Regions from separate parts of the Gossypium hirsutum genome. Here region 2 is linked to region 1. A link is a contact called in public Hi-C data. All regions are on one chromosome and are shown on one strand. The core of a region is the stretch at or near the end of the contact, and the rest is flanking DNA. Distances in the headings are between cores, read along the strand shown. Region 1 overlaps LOC107951629 (serine/threonine-protein kinase STY46). Region 2 holds the start of LOC121211045 (G-type lectin S-receptor-like serine/threonine-protein kinase LECRK3).

Region 1 (5,477 bases), core at 1,468-3,967:
AGAGAGAAGGAAGAAATGAGAATAGAAAATTTTCTCTTCTTTCACGAAGGGGGACAACACAAAGGGAGGAAAAGATGAAAGCTTTAATATTTTTTTTCCTTTCTTTTATTCCTTTGATAGTCAAAATCAACTCAAAATGTAAATGGATGGCCCACAATTTTCCATGCTTTAAAATTTCTAATATCAATACAAAAATAAATTCTAAAACCATCATTACGATACTATTGAAAAGTCCCAAAATATCTTTTAATGGAGAATTTACACTCTTAGTCCCTTTTTCATCTCACTTCACTTTATTAATACCAAATATGAAACTTAACACATTAAAACTCCACATATCATCAATAAGGTCCATAATAATATTCAACCATGCAAACATTTCATTTTAATCCTTTTTAGACCAAAATGGAATATTTTTAATTTGGTCCTTGTTCTTTTTATTTAATTCAATTTAGTTCAAACTTGGTTTTTCTTGATACAAATACATTTCCCATGACATATTAATATCAATAAATCATTATCAATCTATAATTTCTCTAATTGGTCACTTTACACTTTAATCCTCATACTTTTTTAGCTTTTCAATTTAGTCATTTTTCCACCTTTTCACATACAAAATTTACTTCATTGATTTTCGACCATAAATCATTATAATTCCTTTAAATTTTATCTTTATCGATCTCCTTTTTCAATTTTTTTCTCAAAATTTCACTAATGTGTCCTAAAATAGTGCCGCTTTCTGTATCGAAAAATTTGGAGCGTTGCAAGTAGCTTTTATTTGATTCATCTCTATGATAGCTGCCACAATTGGCCCTTACATCAACTAGACATCAAGATTCATGAAGAAGTCTATATGGAGCAACCACAATGAATTTGTTGTTCAAAGGGAGAATGGGAAAGTATGTTGTCTTTGCAAATCTTTGTATGGTTTGAAACAAAGCCCTCGAGCTTAGTTTGGTAAATTTAGTGAGGTAATCCAATAATTGGATTGAAGAAAAGTAATTGTTATCATTCGATGTTCTATAAGTAATCTGAGGTTAGTATAATCCTTTTAATCGTGTATGTTGGTGATATTGTCATTACTGGAAGTAATATTGCAGGCATTTCATCTTCGAAATTTTCTTCTTCATATTCAGTTTCAAACTAAAGATTTGGAGTACTTGAAGTACCTCTTTGGGGTTGAGGTCACATGAAGTAAGAAAGGCGATGTCTGTCTCAGAGAAAATATGTTCTCTATCTATTGGTAAAAATAACGAAAGCACACCAATAATGCCTCATCTACAACTCACATATATTGCTCACCCTGTGCTAGTTCATTTCATCTCCAATTGTTAATCATTGGGAAATCTTGGAACAAATTGTATGTTATTTGATGGGAAGTCATAGACGGCTATTGTATAGGAATCATCGACACACCAATATTGAATGTTTTGTTCTTAAGCAAATTTGGCAAGATCCAAAGTCAACAAAATACCCACTATGGGATAATACATTTTTATTAGAAGGAATTTAATTTCGTGGAGAAGCAAGAAACAAAATGTAACGTACCAATCTAGTGCAAAATCTAAATATAAAGTCATGGCACAACTTGTGAGTGAAATAATATGGGTATACAGACTATAGAATGAAGTTGATCTTAAAGACTATTACCAACGAAAATATAACGTGATGATCAAGTTGCTCTTCATATTATTTCAAATATTGAATTTCACAACTTTTGAGATAAATGGTCATTTCATTTATCATGAAAAAATTCAATATGTGTGAAATTTGGAAATCAACTATGAGATATTTTCATAAAAACTCTTAATGGAGCTCAAGTGTATTATATTTGTAACATTTACACTCTTTAACTTGAGGGAGATAATGAAATATAGCTTATACATAAAAATCTTAAAAATTAATAGATTGATTTGTAGAACTATATGGTTCAGATATTTTCTTTCTATTTTCTAGCTTTTCTAACGTGTATAGTTTGAGTGGAATAATATATAAGCAATTACTTTATTCGTCTGTACCGCCTACATTTTTCATTATTTTCGTCAATATTAACAAAGTCGATTTACGAAGTATAGCATTGGAAAGTTATTAAGTGTATCCTTAAATATCTGAAAGGAACGCTATATCAAGGGTTACTGTTCTAGCCATGCAAAAATTTAATTTCTGGTAGGCTACTCATACTCATATTGAGGCAATTGAAACAATTTATGCTGAATATTGATTGTTCCTAAACATTGGCTGAAGCTCCAAGAAGCAAGTGGTTGTATCTCAGTCTTCAGCAAAAGCTGAATATTGACGCTAGGCAAACACTGTGTGATGATGAGGATCATGTTACAGCTATATGAGATGGGTATCAACTTGCCACATGTACCTAGATATGGTGTGCTACCACCAATGCTGTGACCCACGCTGCAAATCTTGTCTAGCATGCACTAATGAAGCATTGTAGCTTTGTTCGTGAAAAGGTAGTGGAAGGAATGATTGAAGTCAATTATGTGCTAGCAATTGATAAAATTGCTGATGAACCCTAGTATGCCCACAAGGACACCAAAAGAGGGCAGCAGTGACCTAATATGGGCAATTGCGTTTTCAAACCATTCAGTGAAGCTATAGAAACAATAAAGTGGCAACTCCCAATGGCGGAATCATGGAGCTATCACCACCCATCACCGCCATGTGCATAACCAAAAAGTTCCCAGACATGGCCATTTACCACACCCTACTAACTACCTCACAACAAAAAGCAGCCACTATATAAAAACAAAAAGCTCCGCGCAGGCCAACTTACCTACCCCTCAACAACAACGATCTTGTATCCACTTCTTCGTCTCCATATCAAATGTTGAAGAGAACCGACACAGAGGAGTCAGCAACACCCAGAGTGTGAAAGGTGAAGTTGGTGATAAGTCCGGACAAGTTGGCGGAAACCATGGCACAGGAGGCTCAAACGGAGACATTGATTGAGCGTGAGGACGATTCTAATGTTGGAATGGGGTGCCAAATTCTGATCAATGATGTGTTTCTTGTGGCGGGAAATGATTATTGAGAAATTATGCTCAAGATATATTGTGTCCCCGTTATCTGTACAAATTAAAGAGATGATATTTTTATGTTTAAATTAATTTTGGGTATTTATTTTAGATTTGTGAAATTAACTATCCACTCCTATAGTTTTGATCTATCTTGGAAATCAAGGATGCCTTGGTTAACCATTGCCATAAATCAAATGATTCATGGATGGCAAGTTCAAATGGCAACATGAGTTTTTCTTCCCTAATTATTTCAGGTTCATAGCTAATCCTGCCAAGAATATCGGTTCCAAAATTTGTATCAGTGTTGTTTCCTTGGAAGTGTAATGTGACTTACATTACAATTAATTAACTACTCAAAGAATAGAACTTAAATACAATGTACTAACTACGAGAAAAAAAAAGTAAACTAGTGGGAAAAAAATAGTGGAGAAAAAATGTATCCATTAAAGAATCAAGTTCTTTTAATCCAAAATAACAACAAATAAATGAAAGTACTTTAAGAACGGTGATATAATAGCCAGAAGAAAACTATCACCTAGCTAGGAAATTTCGTATCATATTTGCATTTAAGCATATTTTTTTCTTTCTACACCATGTTCAAGTAAGAGAGTGTTATTACAAAAACAAAACAGACAACCAAAAAAGAATTACGAATCAGCATTTTGTTTAGGGTGTCCCTTCCGTGTGTAGTTATACTTACTATGTGATGAAAAGATATATTAAAATGTGTCAATCTGGTTACTTACATAACAAAAATCTTCAGTTCCCATTTACTGCTTCTGTTGTTTCCTGTAATTTTACACTTTATTAAATGCAAAGAAATCACTCTTCAAAGAAAGTAAAAGTTTATTGTGAAGATTGTATACCTCAACTTCCTCAAAAAGTGTCTCAAGCTCAGTTGTTATCTCCGAGAAGGACGGTCGCTTGTCAGGAGCCGCTTCCCAACATCTCTGCATCAAATCTAAGAGTTTTGGATGTGCATTCTCAGGTAGTTCCGGACGCAGGCCCTGAAAAATAAGAAAAAAGACGTAAGAAAAGCTTTTGCCCCCATGTTAACAGCCCCAGATTTATTAACATAACAGATTGAAGCTCTCTTTGGGTGTGTATTAAGCAGGCTTCAAAGCACCCAAAGGGAGTCAGAGACTCAGAAGATAAGTACATTTCAGAGCAGATAGCATGCTAGAAAAATGGATCTCAAGAATATATTGCGAAAGCTATAAAGTATCTGATGGACACTCAAACTGCACATATTCCTTACTAAATGAAAGGGAAGCCACCTTAACATCATGCTCAAAATTGGACAAAACAAATCCATAAAACATTACAAAGACAATAGCTTCGATCCAATGCATGATGTAGTAATAATATGAGTAAAAAAGGAAACTAAATTCAATAAAAGATCTCAGTTACTGGAAAAATTCTTAAGCTTGATATGAAATTATGGTATAGTTGAGGTTATTGTTTAATTCCCGAAATATAAATGCTGACCTGTCTCACTCCCAATGCAGCTTGTAGTGGTGTCATGGTATCGTAAGGAACCTGCAGTACCAAGGAAAAAATTTATCAATAGTTTCCAAACGTTTTAACATCGAATTGTTCATCAACTCTGTATAATCTCAGGAAAATACCTTGGCTGTCACTAGCTCCCACAGTACAACAGCAAAACTGAATACATCAGCTTTTTGATCATAGGGCTGATGGTTTATAACCTAGTGGGAGTAAAAAAAGTTAAGATGATTATACAATACCTAACAAAAAGTTGAACACAATGATGGTTAACGTACAAAGCAAGGAAAAAATGTGATAAATGACCAGGTGTATAACATATGAACTGAAAAATGAAAACTGTAGCTCATTTAATTTTTGCGATAAAACAGACGGAAGGAACAAAGTATCTGAATATTAGAGCGATTATAAAAAGAACAGCAATAGAGGTAATTTCCACAAATTTTCCCCCATCAGAATCATCAAATATATACCAAATTTTGAATAATTAAACAAGGCAACACAGCCACTGAGTGAGTCTATCGGATGGAGAAAAAGAAAATAAATAGAGGAGAATTCAGACCTCAGGTGCCATCCATCTATATGTCCCAGTCTCAGCTGTCATTACTCCTCCTTGGTTCAAGAACCGGGCGACACCAAAATCTGCCACCTTGACAACCTTGAGAGAAAACATAAAGTTCCTGATTTTAGAAAATATGAAATATTGCAATAATCTCCCTTTGAACTGTTATATGAACAATTGTACAGATGCCAATACAGATTACTTCAGTTAACCTCCCAAACTCAGTACCACCAATAAAATACTTTAAAACATTAATCACCAAAATATGAGATGAAAACAAAAAAAAATCAAAATTAGCTGCTTGATTCATGACAACTTCGATATTAGGACTAGTAAGGTTATCCTAAACTATCCCAAATTCCACATGCTACACCAAA
Region 2 (5,898 bases), core at 2,343-4,842, 210 kb before region 1:
ATTCCAAAGAAAGGGAAGATCTATTCAGTTAATGAAGGAAATGCAAAGAATTGGGACGGACCAACGGCTAAGTATGTTTTAGTTCGGTTTACAAGTTTCTTATTTTATATTTGTCTTTCTACGCAGTTGCCATAATCTCTCTCGAACTTCAGGTATGTCGAAAATTGTAAGTTCCCTAAGGATGGTTCCCCTTCGAAGTCTCTGAGATATATTGGAAGGTAACTTACCGTGCCGCTTTATCTCCATTTATGGTGTTGGAATATTGATACTGGCATAGAATGAAATCTACCATTTATTGATTATGATATGATGAATGTTTCTTTTAGAGAAAAAGAAAACAACTTCCCTTCCTTCGAAAGGTGCCGCCGAGGGCGGCGGCTGTGGGACGTCTGGTGCTCTTAGCTTGAAAATTTGTTTGAACAGAGTAGGAATAAGTCCAAGTCTTGGAAAACAGAGACTTATATTATTAAACAAGGAATTGAATGTATGAGTGACCAATCTAGAAAAAAGGAAATCAGTATGAACTACATATTTAATCTAGATTGTTGAAAAAATCTAAGCAGATTTATTATTTTAGCTGAAATTGAAGAATCTGATCATGGGCATATCTTGAGACTGTCATATCTGTTCTGTTTGTTTCATTGAACAATTCTTACTTCATGAACAAGTAACTACAATTAATCTCTAGTTGTGAGTTCCATCTGTTTTTTTGTACGAGGTTAGGAGGATGATGCATTGTTTTTCAACTGCTTTTGTTGTCATTTCTTCTAATAAGGACTTGGTTTTACGATAATGACATTATGATGAACAGCATGGTAGCGGATGTCCATCGCACATTACTCTACGGCGGGACCTTTATGTACCCTGCTGATAAGAAGAGCCCCAGTGGGAAGCTGCGGTATGTTAAATGCAGTTTGTGCTCCCATTTACTTGCAGGCTTGTTTGTTAAATATGTTTTGCCAACACGAATTTTCATTTGCCATGACTATGAGGCTTAGTTTCTAACCATGTTTTTGTGTGAACCAGTGTTCTCTATGAAGTCTTTCCAATGTCCTTTTTGATGGAAAATGCCGGAGGTCAAGCGTTCACTGGAAAGCAACGGGTACTTACACTGAACTTTTTCTGGTACCAATCTGATCTAGTGATATCCGTGTAATGCTTTCTTGTGGAGTGTGGGATGGTCTTTAAGTTTTCGTAGGCAACAATGAATGGTGGCCGGTAAAATCGCTAATATCTTGCTCATGCTGACCTCTGATTTTTTAACGTGGTAACTTTTGCAGGCACTTGACTTGGTTCCAACTAAGATACATGATAGGTCACCAATATTTCTTGGCAGCTATGATGATATTGAAGAAATTAAAGCACTCTATGCTGCTGAAGGGAAAAAGGAATGAGTGTACAATTCTCATTCTTCTCCCACTCTATCTTTACTGGATTCAGGTTTCAATCATCAAAGTATTTAACCCATTTCAAAGCTTATTTTGTAATGGGATACTATATTTATATTGAACAATAGTTAAGTTCCCCCAAAAGATATGGGATGAGAATAAAAAAAAAAGTTATTTTAACTGTTATGCTTGATATTTTTTTTATCATATAATTACTAGTCTGTAATATTATTTACTATTTACTTGAAAAATGATGGTATGAAACAGGGATATTATTTATTTTTAATAGTTTAATATCATATCAATAATTTCATCTTGAATTTCAAGGCTTTAAACTATTGACAAATAAATACAGATTCTGTGGTGTTCTTATTTCATACAATCTTTTTCCCTGTTTGTTGATGCTATCTTACATGGTTTGATTCATTTGGCTAGAATAAACCATTTTGTTGTTAGGTTAACAAAATATACAAAGCATATTTCATTAAATTGTTTTTGTAGAATTTTTTTTTCAAAATTTTAGTATTTTTATTGGATTTGATTTTTTTCAAGAGGAAAAAGCTGAAAATTAAAAGAAAAATTATGATTTATTATTTTCCTATTGTAAAGAGATAGGAATGAGATAGAACCACGGTCTCATATAACCCCTTCTTGAGAGATAAGTAATTAGGATACATCTTTAAATTAAATAGACGAGAAAAAAGAAAAATATGTTTTTCTAGAAAAAAAATTTTAAAGTGTTATTTGTTATGGTTTAAAGGCAAGTTTGACAAAAACATAGCTTTGTTATAAAAGTAATATTTTAAGAAGAAAATTGTAATAAATTTGATAAAGTCAAATTTACTTAACTTACAATAATAAATATATAGTTTTGGTTTAAATAAAATTAATTAAAGTAATTAAAAATAAGGATAAAAGTGTTAAAAATGATACATGATCAAGAGATTGTAAGGTAATTTAAGGAAGATGTAATTTTTTTTAAAAAATACTTAAACAGCATACAATCCCAAACTTTTAAAACAAAAACATTATGTTGTGTAATTATTACAATAATAATATATTACTCACATTCTCTTGATAATATAATTTTTTTTAATACTTTTGCTTAATTTTACCTAAACAAAAATGAAAAATTAATATAAATTAAAGAATGAAATTGTCTGGTATTATAAAACTCTAAGCCACCCGCCATTTAAAATTTAAGAAAATAATAATTCTAAGTTTCTTTGGGTCAATAATAAGAATTCTTTTCAAGGATAAGAACAGATCTAAAGATGGAATTCAATCCTGTTCACTTTCACTAAATTCACATCAATCATTAAAAAAAATGGTTTGGGTTAATTACATTAGGCATATCAAACTAAATCTTAAACTTTTAAATGTTTTAATTAAATCTTCAAATTATCAATAGTCTAACATCAGTTTCGGTGTTAAATACATGCTTATATATGAAGTGGAACCATATATAAATCATATATACATATATGTAATATCATTTTATAGAAACGTGAATTTAATATGTTAAAAGACAACTAAAAAAGGACTATTTATTTCTTTAACATACTTTATAGTTAACTTTTATAACGGCTAGGCTAAAAGAAAAAAACTGATTGATACCGTATTAATGCTTTTAGGATTCAATTAAAACGTTTTAAGAGCTAATTTAAAACATATGCCATAGTTTGGAGACGTTTGCTGTTATTAACCCAAAAAGTTTTTGAGTCAAAACGCATGGTCATGCATCGCATCCTTCCAAAAGGAAAACCTACCGAAAACCATGAAGTCTGCTTTGGCTGTTGTATAATTTTCTTTTTTGTATTAAGGTTTGAACTATTCAAAGGCTTGGTATAGGAGAAATGAAAGTAACATTCTAAAGACTGAATCATTTGGATCCAACGAGGAAAGGAATTTGATATTTTTTTAAGTAAAGATCTGAATAAAGAATTTTGATTTATAAAAAGCATTGGGAAGGAAAGTCAACAAGCCAATGGCTGCTGAATCAAGATTTGTAAACTATTTTCTTCCCTCAAGACCCGGTTTCAATTCAGAAAACATCATGTTCCATGAAAACTGAAGGGCCCAGAATAGTGACTTATTTTTCTGTGGAATCTTCAACCTAATTTCCAACTCAACTTAACCAGGCCTTCAAAAATGGCTAAAACCTATTCATAAAGAGACAAACTAAAGTCCCAAACTTCCAAAAATGGCTCTCCTCTTTTCTCTCTTTCTTTTAATAACAACTTGCATAATCTTCACATCACAAGCTCAAACAACAGTTTCCAACATTTCTTTAGCTTCTTCTCTTTCGCCAACCGGTGATTCACATTGGTTATCAGAGTCTGGTCAGTTCGCCTTTGGTTTTTATCCTTATGGAAATGGCTTCGCTATATGCATATGCTTTCAAAACATTCAGCCGAGAACCATCGTATGGACGGTAAACCGAGATGAAACGCCGTTTTCGAGCCATGCCACGTTGCTTTTCAACACGGAAGGTAGGCTTGTTGTGCAAGAGAATCAAGGACGGAAGACAAGCATCATTGGAAATGCGAGTTTTGCTTCCTCAGCTTCCATGCTTGACACTGGCAACTTTGTGCTGTTTAATTCAAGTTCAGAGATCATATGGCAGAGTTTTGATTACCCAACAGACACCATTTTGCCGGGTCAGCGGCTTTCCCCCGGTCACCGGCTGGTTTCCGATGTATCCGAAGCGAATCATACGAGTGGCAAGTTTCAAATCGTGATGCAGCCAGATGGGAACCTGGTGCAATATCCAATGGGTGCAGTAAAACATAATACTGCTTACTGGAGTGCTGGAGCATTTACTGCGGGAGATAATGTGACCATGAATCTTGACAATAATGGTCATCTTTACCTCCTGAATGCTACCGGATTCATTATAAAAAACTTTACCGAGACCGTTAGCGTCTCTCGTGACCCCATCCACCGAGCAAGTATCGATGCGGAAGGTATATTTCGAGTGTATTCACATAGTTCTAACCAATCTGGTAATTGGTCCATCCGATGGTCATCCACTGAGAATAAGTGTGATCCCTATGGCTTGTGCGGTGTGAATAGTTACTGTACTTTGATGGATAGGAATCCTATATGCAAATGTCTCCCTGGGTTCGATTTCATCGACCCGGACTGGACTGACTCAGGATGCAGAAGAAATTATTCAGAAGATGCCTGCATCAATAAGGATCAAAACTTAGATGTTCAAGATATGAACAGTTTGTCTTGGGAAGAAGATCCTTATGCTACGTTCGAATCAATATCCAAAGACGACTGCAGAGAAGAATGTAGAAGAGATTGTAACTGTGAAGTTGCCATATATAAAAACTTAAAGCAAGTTTGCCACAAGTTGAAACTACCATTAAGATTCGGGAGAAGAGGAACAGGAGGCAGAGTGACAACGTTCGTGAAAATGGTAACCGGTTTTCAGACAATACACGAAGGCCGAGTTAAAAAGAGTAAACTCCGAATGGACTTTTTCATTACCGGAATTGCATCTTTGACGGTCGCGTTTCTCGTTTTAGCGCTCTCCGGTGTTATTATATACCGGCATCGGATTCAACAGTACAAAAGGATTTCTGACCAAAGAGATGCTAGATTTGTGGAGGATGTCACATTGAAATCGTTCACATATGAAGAGCTAAAGAGTGCAACTAACAATTTTCAGGGATAGCATCGGTAGAGGCGCGTATGGGACGGTTTTCCGAGGAATCATATCGAACGGGAGGCGGATCGTAGCAATCAAGAGACTAGAGAGAGTGGTGGATGATGGAGAAAGAGATTTCAGAAATGAAATGAAAGCAATTGGGAAAACTCATCATAGGAACTTAGTTCAATTACTTGGTTATTGCTATGATGGGACGAATAGGCTCTTGGTGTATGAGTACATGAAAAATGGGTCACTTGCAGATTTTCTCTTTAAGTCCAATTTAAAGATAAATTGGGAAGGTAGACTTGCAATCATATTGAACATAGCTAGAGGGATCTTTTACTTACATGAAGAATGTCACATCCAAATCATCCACTGTGACATCAAACCCGAAAACATACTGATGGACGACAAAGGGCACGCGAAAATCGCGGATTTTGGTTTGGCCAAGCTACTACTGCCTAACCAAAGCAAGACATTTACAGAGATAAGAGGGACAAGGGGATATGTTGCACCGGAGTGGCATCGAAACATGCCTATAACTGCGAAAGCCGATGTATATAGCTTTGGAGTAATGTTGTTCGAGATCATTTGTTGTCGTCGAAGAACGGAAACGAATGTACCGGACAATGAAGCAATGCTTGTGGATTGGGTGTATGATTGTTTCAAGGCTAATGAGGTGAACAAGCTAGTGCCTGAAGATGAAGTGGATAAGAAGAAGCTAGAGAGGGTGGTTAAGGTGGGGCTATGGTGCACGCAAGATGAGCCATCATCGAGACCATCAATGAAGAAGGTTATATTGATGCTGGAAGGGACTGTAAATATAGCTGATCCTCCATGTCCTACCTC

Evidence for each region. A called contact is a pair of places that touch in the nucleus more often than the background predicts.
Region 2: a contact with region 1 is called in a Hi-C map of leaf, with 2.8 times the contacts expected there. The contact joins the promoter of LOC121211045 here to the enhancer-like site in region 1. A contact is called at or near these places in 8 of 34 Hi-C or Micro-C datasets (callus, hypocotyl, leaf and 2 more).

The regions. Positions count from the first base shown.
Region 1 is chrA02:11,188,736-11,194,212 of Gossypium_hirsutum_v2.1, reverse strand. It overlaps LOC107951629 (serine/threonine-protein kinase STY46), which reads right to left. Exons shown (of 16, transcript XM_016886743.2): 12 at 5,101-5,196; 13 at 4,661-4,741; 14 at 4,521-4,571; 15 at 3,899-4,039; 16 at 3,573-3,821. The coding sequence ends at 3,792. Among protein-coding and RNA genes, the nearest start is that of LOC107951629, 17 kb to the right of the region's middle. Within about 2 kb of position 2,717, at least 3 of the 9 cell types and tissues checked have an H3K27ac peak or open chromatin away from gene starts, as enhancers often do.
Region 2 is chrA02:11,403,906-11,409,803 of Gossypium_hirsutum_v2.1, reverse strand. LOC121211045 (G-type lectin S-receptor-like serine/threonine-protein kinase LECRK3) reads left to right here and starts at 3,592. Exons shown (of 2, transcript XM_041083245.1): 1 at 3,592-5,024; 2 at 5,068-5,898. The coding sequence starts at 3,592. It overlaps LOC107910443 (fructose-1,6-bisphosphatase, cytosolic-like), which reads left to right. Exons shown (of 12, transcript NM_001327037.2): 8 at 1-71; 9 at 153-218; 10 at 812-898; 11 at 1,027-1,102; 12 at 1,281-1,539. The coding sequence ends at 1,394.